Regions from separate parts of the Macaca mulatta genome. Here region 2 is linked to region 1. A link is a contact called in public Hi-C data. All regions are on one chromosome and are shown on one strand. Each heading gives the region's core, a stretch centred on a gene start, on an enhancer-like site or on the middle of the called end of the contact. The rest is flanking DNA. Distances are from core to core; before and after follow the strand shown. Region 1 holds the start of GSTM3 (glutathione S-transferase mu 3). Region 2 holds the start of GPR61 (G protein-coupled receptor 61).

Region 1 (7,462 bases), core at 4,737-7,236:
TAAGTTCTTACATTTTTCCTGTTAACTGTAGAGGCAGTATAGGGGCTGTCCCACAGTTGTTCTTGTGAACATAGTTCCTTTCTATCCCTTCTCCTGAGACCCTCCCTCTCTATGTGCCTATCCATCCCTTAACTACCTCCTCTCTCAATAGTGTTACACAGCAATAAATAATGCATTCCCTTTTTGATTTCTGGTCATAGCACCGATCTAGCCCCAGGGACATCCTCAATTTCTCTGGCCTCCCTTAAATACACAAGGCCTTACCTTAAAGCATACCACTCCCTCACACTATGAAAATTATATCAATAGTTATCAGAATGAAAAACTTCTGAGCTTTATACCTCTTCTGGCCAAAGGCTCCCCATGCCCAAGAAACTGGCCTGAACACCTAATCCCTTCTCACAGGGGGTGGCAAAACATGGCAGTTGAACTGTCTGCTTAGCACCTTCTGTCTGTACTATTCCTCCTGACATCACTGGGTATCCCTGCCATTTGGGCCCTCTAACCATCACTAGAGAGATCCTTGGCTTCTGGTCCATAGGGGATGACAATTTGGCCTGCAGGCCTGTCTCTGAAGACTATTTGGACTCTGCTCTGTGAACGGAGAGTGGTGCCAAGTCATCTCCAAAGGAGTCAGTGTTTCTTAAGTTTGCTTTCTTTTCTTAAAACTAGTTTCTACTACACAAGCAATGCATAAGTACATTCTCTTAGTTAGAAAAGCAAGTCTTAGCCTTAACTTGGAAATGCCCTTTAACTCCCACCATGGCGTCTGGGCCTTTATCCCACTTGCCTACAGTAAGCCTGTTATGAGTTTGGTGTTTCCCTCCAGACTCTTCTCTATGCCTGGAGATCTTTTTTATTTTTTTAAGAGATAGCGTCTTGCTCAGTCACCCAGGTTGGAGTGCAGTGGCAAGAACACAGCTCACTGCAGCTTCAAATTCCTGGGCTCAAGCAATCCTCCCACCTCAGCCTCCTGAGTAGCTGGGACTATGCATGAGCAACTGTGCCCAGCTAAAAAAATTTTTTTTGGGAGACAGGGGTCTCACTATGTTGCCCAGGCTGGTCTTAAACTCCTGGCCTCAAGTGATCCTCCCACCTCAGCCTCTGAAAGTGTGGTTATTACAGCTGGGAGCAACCACAACTGGCCTGTTTTGGGAATCTTTGCAGGTTAGTTCACACAGTTCAGTCTCATTCTTCCACTGCCACGTGGTACTCCATAGTATTGACAGGTATTTACATGGTTTCCGCTCATCTGTCATTACAAATAATGCCACAGTGAACATCTTAGTATATGCCTCTTTGAATGAGGTTTTTTATTTTTTTGAGACAGAGTCTTGCTCTGTAGCCAGGTTGGAGTGCAGTGGCGTGATCTCAGCTCACTGCAAACTCTGCCTCCTGGGTTCAAGCAATCCTCCTGCCTCAGCCTCCTGAGTAGCTGGGACTATAGGCACATGCCACCATACCCAGCTAATTTTTATATTTTTAGTAGAAACGGAGTTTCACCATGTTGGCCAGGATGGTCTCGATCTCTTGACCTCGTGATCCTCCCACCTCAGCCTCCCAAAGTGCTGGGATTACAGGTGTAAGCCACCAAGCCCAGCCATGGATGAGTTTTTATAGCATGGAATTGCTGGGTCATAGGATATGATTTAAATTTTAGCAGATGTTGCTAAATTATCCTCCAAAGTAGCTATACTAATTTACAAGTTGACCAGCAGGAAATGCATATCACTTTCCCAAGCCTTGCCAACACTTTAGAAACTTTTTACTCATCGGATAGAAGGAAATATGGTTTCTCACTGTTGTAATTTATAGTTCCTTGCATTATAAACATCTTTTAGATGTTTTTGGTCACATTTCTACTTTACAAATTATTCATTGATTTTGTCCATTTTTAAGAACTCAGTTGTCTTAATGATTTACAGGTCTTTATATAATCTTTATACTAGTGCTCTTTGTCTCACTTGTCATTTATTGTGTGTGGCTTAGGAAAAGTTGTAGAATTTGACCCTATTCAATTGGTAAATCTTTCCTTTGTGATTTTGTTATTGTTTGAAAAAGTAAAAGAATAAAGAATGGCTACTCCACAGGCAGAGCAGCCTATGGTTTTTTCTTATGTCTTTAAAGAAACTTCTCCTACCCCATGGTCACAAAAATTCTTACATTTTCATCAATACTTCAACAGCTCTGTGTTTAATGTTGGGCCTTAAATTCCAGATTTTAGTGAATAGTGTCAAGTGGGGGGTCTATTATTTTTAATGAGTAAGCAATTGTCCCAACTCTACTGGCTAGACCACCAGTCTGAAATACTACCTTTATCACACTAAACTCCCATGTGTACACAGGACGGTTTTTGAACTCCAGTTAAGTCCATCAGTACCACAGTTTTACTTCACCCAGTCTTCACAGGGACTCCAGTCCCATTTAACATACCTGCTCTCTCCAACTGTGCAATCTCTTTTTCTAGTACCCACTCTCAAGGCTTGGGCATGAACCTACAGTGCTTGAACTCAGTTGGGGAGTAGGGGGATGCCAGTGTTGCAGTGATTCAATTCATATCTTGATGATTCTCCACATATTCTTTTTCCCTTTTAGCCTTTATACCCAAGAGAAATTCAGCTGGACACCAGTAACCTAAATGCTATTTATTGAAAAGAGCAAAGAAAGAGTGCTGACCCCTTAGGGACAGGATGAAACAAAACAAGCTCTGCAAGTCTACCTCCTGCTCAGCATACAGGCTTGTTGCCCCACTGGGCCATCTTGTTGTTGATGGGCATCTTGAAGAACTGATCAGACTGTATATAGGCAGCGATTTTCTCCAAAGCCTGAAAGGAAAATACACCAAATCTTATAAAGACCCCAATCCAGTCCAACAGATGCATACCAAAACAGCAACCTTCACATGTTGCCTATGTCTACCTCCTCCACTTTTTGTAGACAGTGCCTTCAAGGTGTAGAAGTCAGGCTTTTCCCAAGACTTAAAGGTCTAGAGGTGTCCAACCATTGATCCCTTTAGGCAAAAGCCAGGCAAGAATCCACCACAACGGGATCCTACAGGGCCCAGGGAAGCCTGTGAGTGTTTTTATAAGAGAAAGGTGCAGGAAACATCACCTCAAAACGGCACATAAAAGCCTTCAGGTTTGGGAACTCATCCAGGCACTTGGGCTCAAATATACGGTTCTGATCCAAGATATCATAGGTGAGAAAATCCACAAAGGTGAGCTAGAAGAAAAGCAATAAGATGCTTGGATCTGAGGAGTAGTAGCCTGCAGAGATAGAAGGTATGCTCTTCTTTTCCCTTCTTCCTACCTTTTCCCCTGCAAACCATGAGAATTTCCCCAGAAACACGGAGAATTGTTTCAGTTGTCCAGGTAGCTCTTCCAAGTACTGAGGCTTCAGTTTTTCCTAAGAGGAAAAAACAGAATGAGAATAGTGGTGATCACTTTTGTAGTTAATCAGGGCACAGGCCAGTGATGGACATTTAGTAGCCCCTTCTCTAGGTGGCTTCTCATTGCCTTCACTTGAGGATGGCAGGGTGGGAAGGAGGAGTTTGGAAAGAAGAGGCACCAGAACCGGAATTACATGACAAAACAAACCAAAAATTATAAGTTCTGTTTCTTATTCTAATAATCTGGGTTGGTGGGAAGGTAGCAGCAGCAGAATGAAACAGAGATAACCCTTGGGTTCCTAAATACCCCTTTTTCTGATACTCCATTCAGCAGATGTGTGCTAAAGAAACTCACGTGATCAGAGCTGTAACACAGCCTTATCAGTTGTGTGCGGAAATCCATCACTTGGTTCTCTATGATGTCCACTCGAATCTTTTCTTCCTCAGTCTCACCACCTGTAGGCCAAATGATAACAAATCACCCTTGGCATTGTCTACTCTCAGACAAACTACCAGCCTGGGGTCCCTCCCCAGCCCTACCCTACTCACACATGTTGTGCTTGCGAGCGATGTAGCGCAAGATGGCATTGCTCTGGGTGATCTTGTTCTTCCCATCCATGAGGTAGGGCAGCTGAAAGGAAAAGGACAGGCCAGATGAACAACCTACCTCTCTCTTGATTCCCTACCTCTCTCTCCTGGGGAAAAGAATACTTGCAGGGCAGTGAACAAGAAAGAGAAGATGCTGCATTAGGAGAAAAAAGAAAATAAGTAGAAGGCAGCAACTGGGTCCACGAGATTCTAGACAGGGGTTCTTAAATCAGTGTGTGTATGTGTGGGTGTATGTGCATGCCATGGACCTTTTCTCAGAATAAAGTTGTTAAAAGCATGAAGCAAAATAGATTATTTACACAACCAAAAAATATTTTAAAAAATTCAAATAGCGTAATATGCCTATTAATGCATTAAATAGTAAGCAGATGTAATGACTAACATAGTCTCAAAGTAAATAACATATGTATATATTTATTTACACGTATATAAATATCACTTAAAATATCTGCAATGCATTTAATAGAATATAAAACTACCTGATTTCAGGCTGGGCACAGTGGCTCACGCCTATAATCCCAACACTTTGGAAGGCCAAGGTGGGAGGATTGTTTGAGCCCAGGAGTTCAGGATCGGCCTGGGTAACATGGCAAAACCCCATCTCTAACAAAAATACGAAAATTAGCTGGGCATGGTGGCCTGTGCCTGTAGTCCCAGCTCCTTGGGAGGCTGAGGTGGGAGGACTGCTTGAGCCTGGGAGGTTGAGGCTGCAGTGAGCTGCGATTGTGCCACTGCACTCCAGCCTAAGCAACAGAGACCCTGTCTCAAAACAAAAGAACAAAAAACACACAAAAAAGAAAATACCTGATTTCTACTAGTGACAAAGTGACAGACATGGCTAATAACCAATGTCACTTATTGTCTCTCTTCACAATAAAAGGAAATCACTGTTGCTAGTGGTTAATGGGAATGAAAATACATATCCATCCAGTTGAAGGACCCCTGAATTCTATTTATTCTATCCAGGTTAAGATCCCCTATTTTGCATCCTTCTGTACCAGGCAGGAAAGAGGCAAGGATGGATACACTTGAAGGCTTTCCCTTCTGCCCGCCACCTCTACTAAAGCCACTTACATTAGGAAAGTCCAGGTCCAGCTTGAATTTCACATCCAGCCATTGGCTTCGATCATAGTCAGGAGCTGTAAGAGACAGAATTAAGTGGGACCCAACCTCCTTAATACCTCACCTGACAAGAGCGAAAGATCTAAAGAAATGACTTGGTCCCAATACCTCAAATTCCCGGGCCCCAAACGCATAACCATTGAGCCTCTGAGCCCTATTTGGTTAAGCATTAAGATGCGGTTGGGCTATGTTAAAGAGAGAACTCCGAGTTCCAGATAAAGGATGTGTCGCTATCCATCCAGACTGGGGCAGACGTCCCACCCGGCCTTGGCGCGATGCCACCACCCTCTGGGCCTAAGAAGACCTGGGCAGGTGGAGGGCCAGCTTGGCTACAAGGGCACGCAGAGCGGCATTACCTTCCCCACACGTGTATCGTTTCTCCTCATAGGAGGTATCCGTGAACTCCAGGAGCAGGCGGATGGCGTGCGCCAGCTGGGGGAAACAGCGGTTCAGCGACTGCGCAGCTCCCACCCATTCCCAACGCCCGCCCGCTAACGTCCCCGGCTCCGGGGCTGCCGAGCCCCTGCATCCTGCCGGGGCGGTGGTTAAGCTGCCCCCCAAGCCCGGCCCCGGCGTGGTCTCCTCGGCCCCTCCCCACAGGGCCCGCCATCCCAGAGGCTGGGCAGGGGTCGACGTCTGTGGCTCGGCAGCTCGAAAATGCTCCCGCGTAGAGCTGCTCCTACTGGAGACCGCGAACCCAGAGACCCGCCGTCTCCGCGTCAGTCTCTTTGACCGAGCGGCTCTACCGTTGAGACGGCACTCACCCCACGAATATCCCAGTACCCCAAAACCATAGACGACTCGCACGACATGGTGAAAGATTTCCGAGCCTTGGCGGACTGGAGAAACCGTGAGCGGGAGGGGCTTTATACCCGACATAAGGGGGCGGGGCCCACGCGCTGGCGTCCTGACTCCGCCTCCGCCCCGTTCTCGGTCCCCTCCCTCCGCGGCTCCACAGGGCCGTGCGCAGGCGCGACTTCTGTCGGGGTTGGGGTTCAGGGCCTCGCAAGCCGAGGCGGGACACGGGCGGGAGCGCTGCAGGCGAGCAAGCGGACCGGAGGTTGAGGCTCCTCCCTTCCCCACGGGTGGGAGCCAGACTTCATTCATTAATGGTGTCAGTGAAGACGCGAAAAGCAACACTAGCCAGGCAGTTGGGACCCTAGTTACCCAGGGAGAGCGAGATTCGCGCCGTTTTTACCGAGCCAGCCGGGGCTGGAATGTGGGATAGGGAGACTGGGGCAAGGCAGGAGAGTCGGACCAGCCTCTGACCACACAGAGCAGAGGATTCCCCACAGACCAAGCTCCCCTCTCTGTCAGTCAAGGACCTCTGCAACCTGACCCCAACGTGCTTTTCCAGTCCTATCTCGCCGTCAGCCCGTCACAACTTCATAAGCCAGCCCAACCCAAAAATGCTTGCTGTTCCTTCTACACACACTTGCATTTCCCGCCTTGGAGTGTTTGCCCTGTGATCCTCCTGCCTGCAGCCTAATATCCACAGCCTATCCTTCCTCAGCAGCCTTGCTCAAATGTCTGCCTTTTCCTTGAAGTCTTCTCAGAACCAACCTCTATGCTGGCCAGAAGAGGTCTCTTATCTTGAATGTTTCCTCCCTTTGTTTCATGGGCTTAAGTAGTTTATGGTTTCCTTATTATAATTTCCTCCTTCTCCAACCCCTCCCACTTCCTAATGCTCACGCATTTAGGGAAATTAATCTTGCCCCTTTGTGTAGCATGGACTGGAGGAAGAAAGGTACTACCATTTTTCATTCACTCATTCATCTGTCCAACAATGTTTAACATGCCCGTTATGGACAGGCACTCTTTTAGGTACTGGGGATACAGAATTGAACTCAACAGACAAAATCCCTGCCCTCAGGAAGTTTACATTCTAATGGGGAATAAATAAACTAATATATAGTAAATATCTAGTAAGTCCGATGGTGATACACATCCTATAGAGAGAAATAAAATCGAGAAGAGGGGGGTCTCAGGGTGGGAATTGGGGGAGTCCTAGCAGGAAGGGGATTTGTGTTTTTAAAGGATATGTTCATAGAAGGCCTCATGAAGAAGTTAATCTTTAAACAAAGACCTGAAGGAGGTGAGAGATCAAGCCACTCTGCTGTAGGGGCCACCATGGGCTGATATAAATATAAAACAGAATAATTGCTGTTCGTTTTACAAGCATGTTTGCTCTGCTCCTGCCTGCACCCTAATGTCCACGGCCTACCCTTCCTCAAGTAGCCTTGCTCAAAAGCTCACCTATTCCTTGAAGCCTTCTCAGAATCACCCTCTATCCTGGCCAGAAGAGCTCTCTCCATCTCTTATCTTGAATCACTTCCTACCTGC
Region 2 (7,605 bases), core at 3,918-6,417, 210 kb before region 1:
GCTAGGAGCTGAAGGAGGTGGGAATGGGGTGCTCCCAGGCTTCAGAAGACTATAGGAATGTACTCAAAATGGGGAGACAAGGACAGTATAGAGGTAAGTAGGGTGTCTGGGCCTGCTCAGAACCTTGCTGGGAAGAAGGAGCTGAAGAAAACAGACAGCTGGGAGGTCCTGGGGGTGTGGTGGGCTGAGGAAGGGCCCCAGGAACCCAACTGTGCACCATTAATGACAGGCTGAGAAAAGGAGCAGGACTCCAGAGGCTTGGGTTCTGGTTGCACCTCCTTCACTCTCTAGCTGTGTAGCCTAGCCCTGGGCAAGTCACCTTTCCACTCCGGGCCTGTTCATCTGTAAAATCAGGAGTTAGACACCTGACCTCCTGCGATCCTTTAAGCTCTGCTACTCTGGCCCCATGCCACGCTTCTGAAGCAGGGCTGTGCTGAGCAGTGGGGATTGGTGTCTCCCTCCCCAGGCTTCAGCACTGGGGATGACCCCACCCAGGTCCTGGACAGTATTTCCCAGAGAAGGGAACAGAACCCAAAGCCACGGGGAAGGAGGTATGTGACCTAGGTAAGCTGTGTCCTGGTTTGGAGGATGTGAAAGCAGTTCCAGGGGGAGATCACACCCCTCCAATTCAAAGCAATTAAAGTGCCAAGTTTTCAGGCCCCAGGGAAGGGTTTTGGAGGACTCCCCTTTCCTTAACTGTGCTTCCCTGTCTTCTTCCTTGCCTCATCCCCATAGTATAGATCTGGAGTTTGAACCCCAGTTGCTCAACTATGTGGCTCTGCAAAAGTCACTTAATCTCTCTAAGCCCCAGTGTCCATATCTGTAAATGGGATCACTGAGACTAACACAAAAGATTGTGTAAGACTACTCACACGAATACGCCTAGTGCTGTGCCTACTGCCAGAGCTCCCTTCCTGAGTCTGGAAAAGGACTGTTAGGACAGATGGCCCCCAGGCCACAGGGCAAATGACTAATGCTGCTTTGCCCATGCACTGGGTGTGGGGCAAGGCCTGTGGAGGGACAGGCTGATGATGGGAAGGTTGGATGGGAAGAACGTGCAGAGGATATTACCCTGATTGCTAGTGAGGAAGGGTCACTCAGCCTGTAGACCTATTTATTGTGTTATTAATAAATAGGAGACCCAGGAGCTCTCTGGGACTTTTCTGTGGGGTTCCAGCATTGAGCCCCTGCTGATGGACAGGAGGTGGGCAGCATGGGAAGGGCCCTGGTCCATAGCAGGCCTGGCCTAAACATGCACTGTGGGTGTTCCTGCCACTCTTTTGAGCCTGGTTCATCCAAGGCCCCCAGTTTCTAATCTGGTTGGGAAGGATTTATTTTTGGGTCCCTGTAACCTAGCAATGGGCTCACATGACCAGTGGCAGCTGCAGGCTGAATATACCGTTGGATCTCAGCTCCTGGCAGGGGGTATGGGCCAGACTGTGGGGGAATAAAGAGAATGGAAAGGCTCTCACCTCTGCTTTCCTCTGCCTCCCTCCTCGGCCCCTTGGCCTGGCCCCCAGACGGTGGGCAGGGTGAGGCGGGTGCCTGGAAAGCAGGCATGGCTGGTACTGGTACAGGGGTCTCCAGGCAGCCAGGAACTGAGCTGTGGTGGGGAGGTCCCAGCTGTGAGCCTGCTGTCTGGGTGGCAGGGGTGAGGGGGTTGGGTGCCTATGTGGATGGAGGTGGATGCCAAGAGGACACAATGCCAGCAGCTTGGCGGGGGAGGCCTGGCTAGGGAGTAGGCGGCTGACAGGCAGTCTATGTTGTGGGATCTCAGGGACATCCCTGGTCGATGCTGGAATCCCAGCATTCTGCTTCTTCTCTTTGTTCCCTGTTAAATTGTTAATATTCCTGGGAGAGAGAACACGTTAAGCTGCTATCAGTGCAAATGGATTTATCAACCTCTTTCCTGAGAGCAGATTCTGACACAAGGCAGAGAAGGAGGGTAGTGGGTGCCACTGAGCAGGTGAGGGGCTCTAGGGAGGGGGCAGTGGCAACCTAAGAAGCCTTCAATGTTTATTGAAGAAGTGGATGGATGACTGAAAGATGAACTTGGTTGGCTTCCAGGTCTCATCCTGGGGCAGAAAAGGGTGGACGGGCAGACACGACCCTGTCACGAGGTGCTGGTGGGCAAGGGTTGGGTAGGACTGTACCAGAAAGCAAGTCTAGGATGGAAAGATCAGTCCTCAGCACCAAGGGCCCTGCCACGATACCAACAGGAGGGGTGCCACTGTCGGGAACAGGGCCTGGTCCCCGTCCTGTAACAGGATTCCCTTCCTGGGTATGTGCACAGCATAGTGAGCCATGGATTTCTTATGTGGTTTGGGGGATCACACCCAGTTTCCCCATCTTGGTCTTCTTGCCCCCTCCATTGTGCTAAGCTTTACTAAAAGGAGGGACTGGCAGGTGAAGTTGGGGGTGTGCTGTCAGTAGCTACTCCACACCCTGACTGAGATCATTTAATGAGATACAGCATAAGAAGTGCCTCCCAGAGTGGGCTTTCAAGAACTAGTAGCATCATCATCATCATTATTATTATTATTATTATTTATTATTACTATTATTTTGAGACAGAATCTCACTCTTGTTGCCAGGCTGGAGTGCAATGGCGCAATCTCAGCTCACTACAACCTCCATCTCCCAGGTTCAAGTGATTCTCTTGCCTCAGCCTCCTGAGTAGCTGAGATTACAGGCATGTGCCACCACGCCTGGCTACTTTTTATATTTTTGGTAGAGATGGGGTTTCGCTATGTTGGCCAGGCTGGTCTTGATCTCCTGACCTCGTGATCCACCTACCTCAGCCTCCCAAAGTGCTGGAATTACAGGCGTGAGCCACTGTGCCCAGCCAGCATGACCATTATTATTATTTATTATTTGCCCACAGGCTAGGATAAGCAGTTCCCCACTCCGACCTCCTGAGCCAAGATGGTTCCAACAGCTGGAACATGCTCCCTCTTTGGTACCACCTTTCCCAGTAGCTCTCTGGGAGGGGCTTCAGGACACGGAGGCCTTGCCTGCTGTCCACAACACGAGCTGTGATTACCTGTACTAGCTCCCTGAAGCCGGAGAGGCAGGCTATGTTTGTTTTGCAGGCTCCCTATCACTATTAGATAAGTTTGGAAGTGAAGAATTTTGCCCATTTCCACAGACAGCCAACTCACAGGCCAAGGTCTTACCACCAACCAATAGAATGGCGCCAAACTGGAACGAAGATTTATCTGACTCCAGTCTAGCGCTCTTTCTAAAATCCTGTTCCAATGGGTCCAGGTCTGCTCTGGTTCTTATTGAACCCCTTGGAAGGGGCCGTGCCAGTCTGGGCTGGGGCCCTGCAGGAAGAATGTGGGTGCTGAGCAGGGACAGGCTTTACCTAATCCCAGACAATCTGCTTGATGCCAAATTAATCTTGCCAACACAACAGCACAGGGCTTCATAAAAATCACTTTGCTGTCTACAGGTTTTCAATTTGGTATTTCCATTTGAATTTCTTGTACTCAGGTATACCTAGTTTTGAGGTCTGTTTTAGGCTTTCTGGAAGGCAGTGACTACTTCTATGAAGATAGCTTTTAGGGCTGTAGTCTACAGTCTTGTGTCAGGCCACTGAAGAGGGCATGGAGCCAAGGGAGAAGGAGGAGGAAATACTTGGACTTCAAACAGATCTGGGTTCAAATATCAGCTCTGGCACTTATTAGCCGTGTGATCTGGGGAAAGTCACTTCTCCTCTGGCACCTGGTTCCTCACTTATAAAATAGGGCAAGTCATGGCTGCCTCATAGATTGGTGTGAGAATTGAACAAACTGTATGTAAAGGGCCTGGCACTTATAAGAGCTCAAAAAGTGGTGGCTGGTGACAGCGGCACTTGCTGCATCGGCTCTTGGTTGGTCAGTGGCCTCTTTGTTGTTGACCTGGGGCAGCCAACTTATCCCAGTGAGGTCCTTGGGTAACTCATTGTTCTTATGGCTCTTTGGGTTGGGCCTGGTAAACAATTCCAGAATTCCCTTTTTCCTTCTTAGAGGCAGAAGGAGTCCCTAGATAGGCAAGTCTGAGGGAAGAAGGCTCTGGAGTAGGGTATCATGCCTGAATTCCCTGTTTAGGCTCATGGCTCTGCCACGTGGAGCTATGTGGCCTTCAGCAATCTCTTTATCTCTCTGGGTCTCAGAAACATGGATACCTTGGCCTGTAGGACGTCTTACAGCTTTACAATGTTAGGACTCTATCCTTGGGTATCAGTCATGTACCCGGGGAAATGATCATTTTCTTCATAGCTAGAGGGAAGCCATGCCCCTTCATTGCGTCTCTAAAGGCCCATCATGCCACAGATGGGCGATGCTCAGTGGCTGATGCTCCCGAGCTCTCTCCAGTCCTACAAATCCAGATCAGTGTGAGCACTCCTGAGTCCCTGGCTCCCACTCTGTCTCCTTCAGGAAGCAGTGTTGTGTGGTTCCCATGGTGGCTCGGGGGGAGGTTAGATCCTCCCGCCCCCTCCCTGCCAATCTCCGTCAGCCCTCACAGCCCCACTCCCAATAAACATACAGTCTAAGCAAATAATAACAATTTGCTTTTTGGTGGCAAGGACAGGTTTAAGACAAAGCCTTCAGCTGCCCTTCAAACCTGAGTGCTGCTCCTAAACCTGTCCCCCATATGCATTAGGCAGCTTCCAAAGGAACCAAACTTTGGACCATCCCTTGGAGCCTCAGTCCCCTCCCTGGCCTAAGCCTTGGGGCCCTGGGTCTGCGCTGACCTGATGCATCAGTACCTTGGTTCTGATGTCACACAGAACCATGCATCTCTCCTATCTTCTTTTTGAACCACTAAGAAATCAAGGCCAAAATGTAACTTGCCCAAGGTCACACAGCTAGTAAGTGCCATAGCCAGGCCTTAAACCTGGATTTTCTGACTCCATGTACTTTTTTTTTTACTTCATCAGGCTGGTCAGGAAGGTCTCCTCTACCTATCATTACCTGGTCCCACGAAACTTTTGAGATGCAATCCAGCAGCCTGGAGAAGTGAGAGGAGTTGAGCTCACTGCCCGGCACCTTGCCTGGGACATTGGTGCCCATCTTTTTGCTCCAGAAGTGACTCTGAGGGGCTGGGTGAGAAGCAGGAGGCCATTAGGACCCAGAGGCTCTCGGAGCACTCTGCTTTGCCGGCTGCCTCTCACCGCTCACTGCAGTGCTTCAGGCTTCAGCAGCTTTGGAGAAGCATCAGCTGAGAGGAGCTATCACATGGGAGCCGGGACTGCTCAGCAAAGGTAGGAGTTGCCGACTAGGCCAGGAATGGGGGCCAGACCCAGGGCCTGGTGGTGAGTGCCAAGGTATCCCCATAGAAGGGTGGCTTTCCAAGGACCAGCCCTGCCTACCTTCTGGTGAGCAGTTTGATCAGGAGATGGGCTCTCAGGTATCCCAAAGGCGGTATTGGGGTGTGGGCATCTCTGAAGCCCAGAGCTGGGGGGTTGATCATCTCCTGCCGGCAGGAGTACCCACATCCTGCAGACAAACAGCATTCCCGGTCTGTCTTGCTCCATGTCATGGAGATGGGTCTCCCACATTCTAGGAATGGGCCCTTCAGCATCCAGGCTGATGGGCAACTGTGTCCTGGGCGTGGGCAACTCTGCTGAGGAGAGGTTTTGTAGCTCCCCGGAAATCTTCCCTAGCTTAGGAGGGGCATGCTCTTGTCGGAAGGAAGGCTAGGCTCAGGTCTTTGGGATGGAAGCTCTGGATCTGGAAAACAGGTGCATGTGAATCCCAATACCTCTGTGGCCTTGGGCTGGGCACTTATGCACATCTTGCATCCTGTAACTTGACCATGCCCCTGCTAGAGGCCCAGATCTCAGGCCCTAGTGGCACAGCCTTCTAGATACTGAAGGTCCTGGAGGTAAGAGGGGTGTTGTTGGAAGGAAGTAGTGGGGGAAGGAAAGCATCTGTTGGGGGAGTAGGCATAATGATATGACCTGGGAGAAGAGTAAGGAACCCTGGTTTCACCTATGAAACTGCTACACCACAGCCCTCCCCTCCATAGCCCCCGTCCATTAGTGAGGGAGTGCCAAGTAGCCAGATACACTGATCTGTCTGTTAAGAGAAAAACTGGAGTCCTGGCATTTAGGAGTCATTGTGGAGACACTGGCAAGCTTGAGGGGGCTATGAAAAAGAGCAATGTCCAATGCCTTCGTGCTCAGGGCTCCATCATGGCTGCATGGCATCCCTCCAGCTCCACGTGGAAACCACATCTGCTTCCCTCCGTCTGGGACTCTTGATGTCCATCCAGACATGGTGGGTCTCTCCTCCTTCAGCCACCAGGGAGGGACTCTGAACCACGTCGTCTGGGCTTCCCTCATAGGCAGAAGGGATAGGTAAATTGCAGCATGGAGAGTAAGGAGGAAGGATGCTTCTCCTAGCATTTCTTTCAGGCATTTTTCCTGGTAGACTCTTATGAGAAGCTGATATCTCACTTTTTGCCCACTCTTCATCTTCTCTGCAGACCCTAAATCTCTGTGGGCATGTTAACTGTGAAATGAGCTTTCTGTATCCCTAGAGAGAGGCACGTCTCTAGGCAGTTGCCCAAAGTTAGGGCTTCCTCAAGTCCAGGAACCCCGGCTACCCTTTCCACAAGAGAGTCCCTTGGCTGGCACACAGCTGGCTGACTGAGTGTTCTTGGAGTTTGTCCTAGGGGGCAGGGATTCAACTATCAATTTGAGTTTGATTCAATTCACAAAATTGTATCCAGCATCTATTGCAGGCATAGCATGTTAGAAGTTGGATCGGTGTAAGGTTTGTGGAAACACCAAAAACCAAAGGTGACTGTAAGGCTGTAACTGTGGAGGAGGGTGAGGCCCATCTTGCCATGTGGTCCTCTTTATTGCAGCCATAGAAATGATGGGTTTTTAAACTGAGCAACCTCAGTGCCTCCTCCCTACTTTTTGTTCCGTGACTGCAGTAATAGTCTAGAACTAAGGGGGTTCTTGGTCAGGGATCCTCCAAGGGTCAGCTCTAGAGACCAGAGATTTGGGAATCTGCGGAGCCAGAAGTTGGCAGCAGCTCCTTTCCCACAAGAGGGACACAGTGGCCTTGAAGAGTTCATGAGTGGGTGGAGGAGGGCAGCTTGAAAGCGACTTCTGGCTTTGGGAGCAGTGGAGGCTGGATGAACTGGCTTCCCAGTTTCCTTCCAGCCGGGACATTTTATTTTCACTGCTCCTTCTCAACATTCCCAAAGTGGCAGCTCTTTGTGCTGGGAGTAGTGATGTCAAAAGAGCCTAAAGCACAGCTCCCCTTCTCAGGTGATAGCCCCAGAGCAGCAAGAGACATTTTTAGAGACAGCTGAAATTCAACAACTATTTACTGGATGCCTATTATAGTCCAGCCGGCATGGAGGGCACCTTCACATATGGCATGGCACAGTGAGCAAGAGTACTGGCCCTGGGGCCAGACTGCCCAGGTAGGTGCCCAGCCCTTGCTGCTTACTAGCTGTGTGACCTTGGGTAAGTTACTTAACCTCTCTAGACCTCAGTTTCACCCCTTGCAAAATGGAGATAAAAATAATATCTACCTCATAGGGTTGTGTGAGGAATAAAATGAGTTAATATAGGTAGAGTGCTGAGAACAGGGCCTGGCA

What was found. A called contact is a pair of places that touch in the nucleus more often than the background predicts.
Region 2: a contact with region 1 is called in a Hi-C map of cortical neurons, with 2.9 times the contacts expected there. The contact joins the promoter of GPR61 here to the promoter of GSTM3 in region 1. A contact is called at or near these places in 4 of 14 Hi-C or Micro-C datasets (cortical neurons, fetal cortical plate, fibroblasts and 1 more).

The regions. Positions count from the first base shown.
Region 1 is chr1:130,452,884-130,460,345 of T2T-MMU8v2.0, reverse strand. GSTM3 (glutathione S-transferase mu 3) reads right to left here and starts at 5,986. Exons shown (of 8, transcript NM_001261580.1): 1 at 5,884-5,986; 2 at 5,476-5,551; 3 at 5,072-5,136; 4 at 3,938-4,019; 5 at 3,744-3,844; 6 at 3,310-3,405; 7 at 3,112-3,222; 8 at 2,628-2,825. The coding sequence starts at 5,931. The coding sequence ends at 2,727.
Region 2 is chr1:130,664,203-130,671,807 of T2T-MMU8v2.0, reverse strand. GPR61 (G protein-coupled receptor 61) reads left to right here and starts at 5,167. Exons shown (of 3, transcript XM_028830637.2): 1 at 5,167-5,248.